2 separate regions of the Arachis hypogaea genome follow, and region 1 is linked to region 2. A link is a contact called in public Hi-C data. All regions are on one chromosome and are shown on one strand. The core of a region is the stretch at or near the end of the contact, and the rest is flanking DNA. Distances in the headings are between cores, read along the strand shown. Region 1 has its middle 7.6 kb from the start of LOC112734309. Region 2 has its middle 15 kb from the start of LOC112734295.

Region 1 (4,824 bases), core at 1,509-4,008, 54 kb after region 2:
TTTAATGTGAAAATTATTTTTTTTTAAAATTAAAAATTATATACTTTTATCGTATTCCAAACTAAAAAAAAATCACTTTTTGTGAGAATTATATTCTCAAAGTGTTTCAAACACATTTCTAGTTCTTCTGATTTAAAATAGGTATCAAAAGAACATCACACATATAAAATAACAAATTTCATAATGTTTAAAAATAACGGTACAATAATATTATATATATGTACAAATTTTTTTAGTAAGTCTAATTAAATTGATTTAATAATTATTAATGGTCCAAACAAAAATCACTCATACAAACATGAACGTAAATTTTGCAATACAATTTCACGTTTTTTCATCTTTTTCTTATTGCATTTTCTTCTTTTTTTTATTGTTGATGTGTTGTTTTTTATTCTTTCTTCTTTCTTCTTCAAGTTGCTCTTGCTTCTATTTTTCTTTTCTATTTCATTGTTTTTGAAAAAAAAAACAAAAAAAAAGAAGAGAAACAAAAAAAATAATATTTATAACAAAATCTAATCAAACATTTCTAGCTAATAGTATGCCTCTTTTATTTACTTATCCGCTCCTAATTTTAATTTTTACTCTTTTTTTATTCTATTTCTCTCAAACATTTTTATCTACATTATCGTTCGCTTCTTCTCTTCTTTTTCTCTTTCTTCTACTTTTTTTTCTCCTTCTCATATGCCTTATTCTTTTTCTATGTTTTCTTTTTTTTCTTTCTTTCTTTTTTCATTAAGACTTTTTAAAAATTTTATGAAAAAAGAGCAATAATAAAATTTTCATTTTCTTGGTCTTTTTCTCTTTTTTCTATAAAACACATAAATTTTTTATAGTAAAAATTTTATAAAAAAAGAACAATAATAAAAATAATGTAACAATCATTTCTCCATTCTAATCTTTTATGGTTCTCTATCTTTTTTACTTTTACTTTTTTGTTTCCTTCAATATTTTGGTCACTCAACATTTTTAAAAAATTAAATGGATATAAAAAAATTATATTTAAATAAATGAAATTGCGTATTTATGCTAATGCTTATTTGTACAACTAATTTAATTTATCTAAAACTAAAATATTTTTCATCATTTTCTTAATCTATATACATGATAAATTTTCAAAACTTGTTTTATATTTAAGAGGGGTGGTATACTACTGGTATAGTATCTATATGCGAATTAATAATAACAAACGTAATCTCATTTAATATGTGTAATTATTATTGTTGATTACCTCATGGTTTTCTTTGTTCTCTCTTCTTATTTTTAGCTTATTATTATACCTCATAAGTTGAACTACCGAATTAGGTGAACAATCCTAATCTTAATCTTTTTCCGGAGGCATTTGAAGACTACATGATAAAAAAATTATTTAATTAAATATTAATGCTGAAAAATGTGAAATTTAAACTATTGCTTTTTAGATTTTAAATTGTTCAAATTGCAAATAAGTTATTTTATTTGATTTTAAATGGAAGCTTACAAAAGTTCCTTGGCCAACATTATTTCTTATTTAAAAGTATTATACTATATATCGTACAGCTAATTTACAATATATTTTTTTTTAGAAACTACCTATATCATTTTTGTTTTATTAAAAGTAATTATTACTAGTGCAAAATATAACAACAACAACAAAACCTTTTCTCACTAAGTGGGGTCGGTTACATGGAACAAATAACACTATTGAACTTTATCATGTATCAGTATATAGAGAGATCGTTTACATATAGATATCGTTTGACCATCTCATGGATGATCTCCCTCTACCTTTCATCCCTTATCCATCTTCTATCTCATCCACTATTCTAACTAGGTGGTCAAGGGGTGACAATGGGTAGGGTAAGGTAGGGTTTGGAGCTAACCCTAACTCTATCCACGGGTTGAAATTTTCACATAAACTCAAGTCTATCCTATCTGCGGGTTGAGAATATCTCAACTCTAACCCTACCCGTTATTAACTCGCGGGTATTCGATCATACCTGCGAGTTATAAAAAAAATGCAACATTATTATATAACTTGATGATAATTTAAAATAAAAGAAACTTTTATATAAAGAAAAGTATTAAATTATTAATTAATGATCTTCTTTTAGTAGCTAACGATCTTTTGTATTTAGTGAGAGGTCTTTCATTCAACATCTACTTGAAATATATTTTTATATAAGTATATAATATATACATATATAGAGTGTAGGTTGGCCGGATAGAATTGATGCTCAACCTGCACCATAACCGATCCGCACCCTATCCTACCCGCTGCGGATTGGATTGGCAACCCTATTTGACCGGGTGAGGTCGGATTGGATACCTGCGAGTATAGTGCATGTTGTCACCGCCTAGGTGTTCTATTGGTCTTTTTCTCACATGTCCAACTCTCTCTTATATTTTTCAAGATTTTTTTTAAAAAGAAAATAATTTGTCCTGTTTTCTTTATTTCGAAAAAATGACTGTATATATATGAAATCCTTCTAGAGAATCATCATCTACATACATACTTGATTATGTATTTGGATTTGGATCGGAGTGTTTAAAGAAGGGTATACCGATCCGTATTGTACAGTAATATAATCATGCATATATATAAATTAGATAATGTATATGTCAACATATCTTGTTTATTTATATAATACTACATAATTGCATGCAATATTATTATTTATTAAAAATCTTGGTACCTAACAAATTCCGACAAAGGTTGCATTTGGCAGTTATAGGCTGAGGAAGACATTGATTGGGATCAAACAGACCTAAGCATTATCTTAAACAAAATCTAGATTAAATGCCCTACTGTTTCAAGCATTTAGTCGTTATTTAATTGTATTTTGTATTGTAGGTTTATACCAAACTTAATTAAAAATAAGATCATGTGAAACTCATCAAAAGTTGCCCTTTCAGATCTGTTATTTAAAAATACTTCCAAAACGTGTGTTTGTTTAGATACTCTAATTCATGTTAGGAATAGAAAGGCCATTCAACATTATTATACTATAGCAAGAGCAATGCTAGGGGCCAGCAACATTTGTGATTGGTAGCCATCAATTAGCCATCAATGATGATTTGATGGTGTGAAATTGGTGTGAGATTTCATCCAATGGCTCACCTTTTTCTGATGGTTACATGCTGGCCAAAATGCAATAAAATTACTGGCCTCCTAGACTTTTTCATAGCGAATTATTCACAGCTATTTCGACAGTGATACAGAGATATAAAATAATGGAAAAGTATAGGGTACCAACATATTATTCATCAACTTCTGCCAACTCTTATTTATATTTGTGTTTCATGGAAGTGTGTTCGTAGATGTGTCTAATAATTAATATATTTTAAATACATATATAAAGAGCCACATCCAGAAAATATATCTATAAAGACACTTCTATTAAATACAGTTATAAAAAAGACATTTTTATTAGATACATCCACGAATACACTTTCATGAAACACAATTATAAATAAGAGTTGGCAGAAGTTGGCAGATATGCTGTTGGTAACGTAACGGAACCGTAAAATAATTTATTGACGGTTTGTTGTCACTAAGATCGCGTTTATTTACAAAGATAAAAATATAGAAATATAAAATTATGTTTAAAAAATGAGTTCTAAATAAAAATATTGTGTTCAGAGAGACTGAATTATTGTATTTTATATTTATCTTAACGAAAAAGACACAACAATACTAACAAGAAATACAACTTATTTTTTATTTTTTTATTATTCTTGTTAAATTTTTATTATTATATTCTTTTCTTAAATTTTTTAATAAAAAATAAGAATAAACTTGATTTTTATAATTTATTTTACTTTATCATTAAATAGAATATAAAAACACTAAATTTTATGTTTTTGACCTTTATATTTTATTTTCACTGTCTTATCTTATGCCGTTTTCATAAACAAACACAACTTAATGTCTTTAATTTGACGCCAATAAAATAAGTAAAAATTTAATTTTGTTTTAGAAATATGTTTACCGATGATCTGATCGTCAAAAAATTTTGGCGCCAAATTACATCAACTACATGTGTGACGGATATACAATAATTCTATCATCGCTAAATTTACCTGTCAGTTACAATTAAATTAAATAAATTAAAAATAAATATTAATATCGAAAATACGTTGTGTTATCAACGACTAAAATGTTGATAAGAGAATTTAATTTAATTTTTATTTTTCAAAAACTTAGGCTAACATACCAATGGTCTACCCCGTTAGTAACAATTTAATAATTGATCATTAACAATTAATATGACAAATATGTTATCGATACCTTTGATAATGGAAATTAATTAAATTTTTTAATTTTAGAATTTAAATATAATACCAGAAGTCTGACCGTTGCTTAAAGATAAAGAGTTAATCGTGAACTTTTCATGTCACAGGCCATTTTAATTTGAGTGAATTGTACCCAGTAAAAAAAAGTAAACAGTAATAGACTTTTCCATCTAATTATCTATAAGTAAAAAAAGTGTAACAATGCAAAAATAATTATTTAATAGTTTTTTAAGTAAACAGTAATAGACTTTTTATATTATACAATTTTTATATATGTAAATAAATAATTTGACAACAATATATAAATGGAAAAGAAAAGGAAAAAATAAAATAAAATAAAATAAAAGATTTAATTAGGTGGGATACGGTATATAAGGTCAAAAGGTTTTGTTTGATATAAGGCATCTTATCTTAAAGATCTTACTTAGCTCTATTCTCTCATAAAGCAGATTTCACATGTCAAAAAGTTTATCAATGCAAGCTTACAAAGGTTGAGACGTTATTCCACTTTTTCCAGTAGTTCCATAGTATAAAACAAATATTGCTTTTAAT
Region 2 (4,679 bases), core at 668-3,167:
GCTGACTTTTAGTATTTGGTATTTACTTTAATCCAACCTATAATAATCTAACACTCAGTTTGGGTAACCAACTTAATTAAGCTCTTTTTGATAAAATAACTTAAATAATAAATGACTCTATTAAAAGTAACTTATAAATAAGTTATTTTGTATTTGAATTTTTAACTCTAAAAGTGCTTATTTTATAGAAATGTGATAAAAAATAGAAGTATTACGAGAGAAGTCATTTTTTTTAACTTCTCTATAAGCTCCTAAATAGCTTCTTAGAAAGTTGCAATTTGATTTTGAAAATTGCACCAAACATTAATACTACTACTTTTTATAAGTCAAAAATTAAAAAAAGTTACTTCTAAAATTTTCCAAATGGACCTAAGTCGACAATCAAAATTCTACTACATTATCATTGTTAGAATTCATGAAAATAAACTTGATATTTACATACTGTATTGAGAATGTACAATAAAAACTACTTATTTATAAGTTAATTAAGGATACAATCCAATAATAATAAAATTTAATTTAATATCAAACTAAATAAAAATAAATCAATACAAGATATACTTAGATATTATATTAATATACAACATTCTAAATATATTCTAATATTTTTTCAAAATTCAAGTGGCAACTTAAATTTACAACTTATTAAAAAAAAACGACAGAATAAAAATACAGAAAATTAGGATGTTCATAAAACTACAAAAACTAGAATACTGATAAAACTTTAGAGAGTAGACAAAACTGAAAAAATGTGGTGAAATTAGTTCTATTGATGACAAATCAAGTGTTGAAAAAGTGACAAACTTAATGGTAAAACAAATAATAGGGCATTAACGTATTGATTGCCATGCCAGATGAGGAATAAGATGGTGTGGTGGTGGCAATGTTACCACAAGGTAACATAGACAAATTTGAACAATAGCTAGTACGGGTTAAATCATCAATTTTGGAACAAAATTTCTCTCAACAAAGAGTGTGAGGCAACAAAGAAGATAGAAAATTTAAGGAAGGTACTATATGCCTTTCATGTCATATCAGAATTCATAATAATTCTGAATACACTTGATAGTTAGATGTTGTTGTGACTTGTGAGAGTGTTCAATAACTAATAAGTAATGCCTATTTATATAGGCCCATGATTATAATCAAATCATATTGATAAAAAATCAACTTGTATTAGTCGAGTGGTTAGCTCACTTGTCTATTTAAGTAAGTGTCGGGGTTTGAATCCCGCCTTGTGTATGCAGCAGCCCATTAGCCAGCAACAGACCCTTAAATGGAACTTCGATCCGCAACGAATTAGTTCTTAACCTGTCGGGTTGAGAGATACCGTGACAAAATTAATATAAAATATACTTAAATATTATATATCAACAATGTTATAGTATCAGTAAATATTATTATTTTAAATTAATATATTTATAAAAATTTATACACATAAATTAATATAACTTACATTTATATTTATTAAAATTTATACATATAAATCAATATAATTTATTTATTAAAAATAATTTAATATTTATGCTAATTAAATATTAGTCAAAATTAATAAAAAATATCAATTCTTATATTTTTTATGATATTAATGTATAATATTCTAAATATATTCTAGCAGTTACAGAGTCGCTAATTCTAAAAGCTTCAACTCAAAGACAAGATCACATTATATAAATGATGTGTATCGTCTCTCTCACACACACAACTATTAATTAAACTAAAAGTGGCCACTAGTATTTAAGAGGCCGTTAAGATAACAAACATATATAAAAGGAAACATATCATGGTACCCTAATCCACTTCTAATTTGAGAGTAAATACAAAAGAAATTAAGGACCCACAAATTCAAAGAATACACCGACTCTCTTGAAATTGAAGGGTAACGACAAACATATACTTCATTAAATTTGAAGAATCCTATTGTTGATCGTTTCACAAATGCATGGCTACGACCCTTCACCAGTTCGTAGTTATGTTAATATCAAACCATTTTTTATGTATCATTTTTATATTATCTGTTTTGTTCTTTTTGTCTTTTTGTTCCTTGGTTATGTACGTACAAATTGTTCTTATCGACACTCATATCGTTTTCAGTGACCACAATATTAAACTATTCTTCTATTCATGGCAACAATAAAAAAGTTTTGTGACCAGCTTAATAAAATACATACATTGAGTTACAATTTTAATTTTTATTATCTCATTTTATCTTTATATTATCTTCTTATCTTATCTTTATTTTTATCTTTCGTAAATATATATATATATATATATATATATATATATATATATATATATATATATATATATATATAGTTATACCTTCATAATTCAATTCAATCAATCAACAATTAACAAAAAATTTGTTATAATTTTTTTTTATTTTTTTACAATTTTATCACACAAGAATGATCTTACATCTCTAAATACACTTCCTAAAAATTTAAGTTTATAAAAAATACAAATATTTATAATCTAACACTTTTTCATATAAAATTTATATAAATTTTTGTATAGACTTTTTTATTAGATTATTTTATTATAAAAATTTTGATACTATATCATAAAATTATTTTTTAAAAACATTTAAATTAAAAAGATAAAATACATAAATGATTATAACTCTAACATACATATATATATATATATATATATATATATATATATATATATATATATATATATATATATATATATATGATAATATTATAGTAGATAATCATCTCATTTTATCCGATATATCTGATCTTTATCAAATTATTAGCAGAAGAGCTAGCTAATTCAAATAATTTATTTGTTTGAGATTTTTAATATTTTCATTTAGTTATGTATTTATAATAATTAAACTACTTCAATGTATATATGTAATTTATATTTTCTAATATATCTATACTAGGTGCAGCTAGGACATATCATGACTCTTGTTTTCAAGAGTTGGTGTTTTTCAACTAAACAAATACAAATATAAATAGTGTTTAATTTTGATCAATTAATAATGTAAAATATTTTATATAATTTTTTAATTATATCTGTTTTTTTATAATTATTTACACGGTTAATATAAAAAGTAGTTACTTTTACTGATGTAATATTACGTAATTGAATGCACGTATAAAACTACTTTAATAGTATATTAACATTAATTAAATAATAATATTTCATTGAATGCATGTTGTTTTTTTATTTGTCTTATACTTAAATTATATCTTTTGAAGTTGCCATGTCCTGAATATATTCTTGTCTAGTTTGTCAAGGTTAAAAGAAAAGATTTGGGAATATGATAAATAAATTAATGGATGAATAATGAACAACTTCTTTTTCTTAATTTTAAAATGTAAAAAATATCCTCTTAAATGCGTATGAGTTAAAAATACTGAAAAAATAAATGGAATAAGAAGGGTGAGAATTCTCTGTTTGATGATCTGTATTTCAAGTATTCAATATTATAAGTGCATGTTAGTTCAGTTGCACTAGGTTCTTTATTAGGAGTAACAAGGGAATTGATGAACTCTAATATTGTTAGTCATAAAAAATAAAATTAAAGGTATATCAATTATTATATCTGATGACTCTTGAACTCAAATACCTTTTAGACAATGGAGCAAACAATCGAAAAATACTTTTCATAAAAAGTTTTTTTTTAATAATAAGATTTAAAAATTAAATTTTATTAATTTTTGTCCTAAAGTCACATGTTAAACATACTATAAAAAGAAATATTTTTTAAAATAAATTAAAATTGTTGCAAAAATTAATTTTAAATATTTTTAATATATTAAATACATAAAAAATATTTAAAAAAATTATTATTATATTTTTTAAATGTATCTTTAAGATACAAGCTAGTTAAATCCTTAAAAATTTTATTTAATTTAAAAAAAAACACTTTCAACTCTTATTATTAACTAGATCCTAAATTTAATAAAAATCTTCTAAGTCTTATATAGAGCAACCCTATATACTCCTCGGTTTACGTAGGTCTAATTTGAATCATTAGTCTAATAATTTTGTGTCCTTTTTAACCAATGAAGGTAGTGTAATAATGAGAGCCATGCATTTAATTATATTCAAAGACAAAGCTAGGGTTTTCAATCCATTGTTGTTTACATATAAACAAATTAAAATTAAGAGTATAAAATGGTTAGAAATTAACTTTAGTTAGATATGTTTTGGTATTTATTATTAGGAATCTAGATGGAGACACAAGAGGGTCCCACAAAGGGCTAGGGTTTGAGGATATGACATTGATTTTATACACAATGATGATCAAAGCTCACAAAGCAAAAAAGGGTTATCTCTCTTTGCAATAGATCTCTCTTATTATATTGAAAGAACTTTAATTTAAAGAAGAAGGAGGAGGAGGAGGGAAAAGATGGTGTTCTGAAAGGAAAGCTACGTAACCAATGGAGCAAGCTTTTCTATTGTTATATTATATACTTTTTAGGGCATGCAAGTGACAGCAATGTCTAATCAGAAACCTCAAATGATTGTGGAAGATAAAAGGATGAATCATGTGAACTTTTTTTTTCCTTTTTCGTGAGGATATATAATATGAAAATAAATTTTTTATTTCAAATTGTGGTTGCAATTTTATGGTGAAAAATTGATTGTAATTGTGATGGTGGTTAGGGTTTTAATTACCGGTGCAATAACTGTTGTGATTATTGTGTTTGCAAATA

What was found. A called contact is a pair of places that touch in the nucleus more often than the background predicts.
Region 1: a contact with region 2 is called in a Hi-C map of an unstated tissue, with 3 times the contacts expected there. The contact joins two enhancer-like sites. A contact is called at or near these places in 5 of 8 Hi-C or Micro-C datasets (leaf and an unstated tissue).

The regions. Positions count from the first base shown.
Region 1 is chr2:5,356,888-5,361,711 of arahy.Tifrunner.gnm2.J5K5, forward strand. No RefSeq gene overlaps it. Among protein-coding and RNA genes, the nearest start is that of LOC112734309, 7.6 kb to the left of the region's middle. Within about 2 kb of position 2,759, at least 1 of the 3 cell types and tissues checked has open chromatin away from gene starts, as enhancers often do.
Region 2 is chr2:5,303,669-5,308,347 of arahy.Tifrunner.gnm2.J5K5, forward strand. No RefSeq gene overlaps it. Among protein-coding and RNA genes, the nearest start is that of LOC112734295, 15 kb to the left of the region's middle. Within about 2 kb of position 1,918, at least 2 of the 3 cell types and tissues checked have open chromatin away from gene starts, as enhancers often do.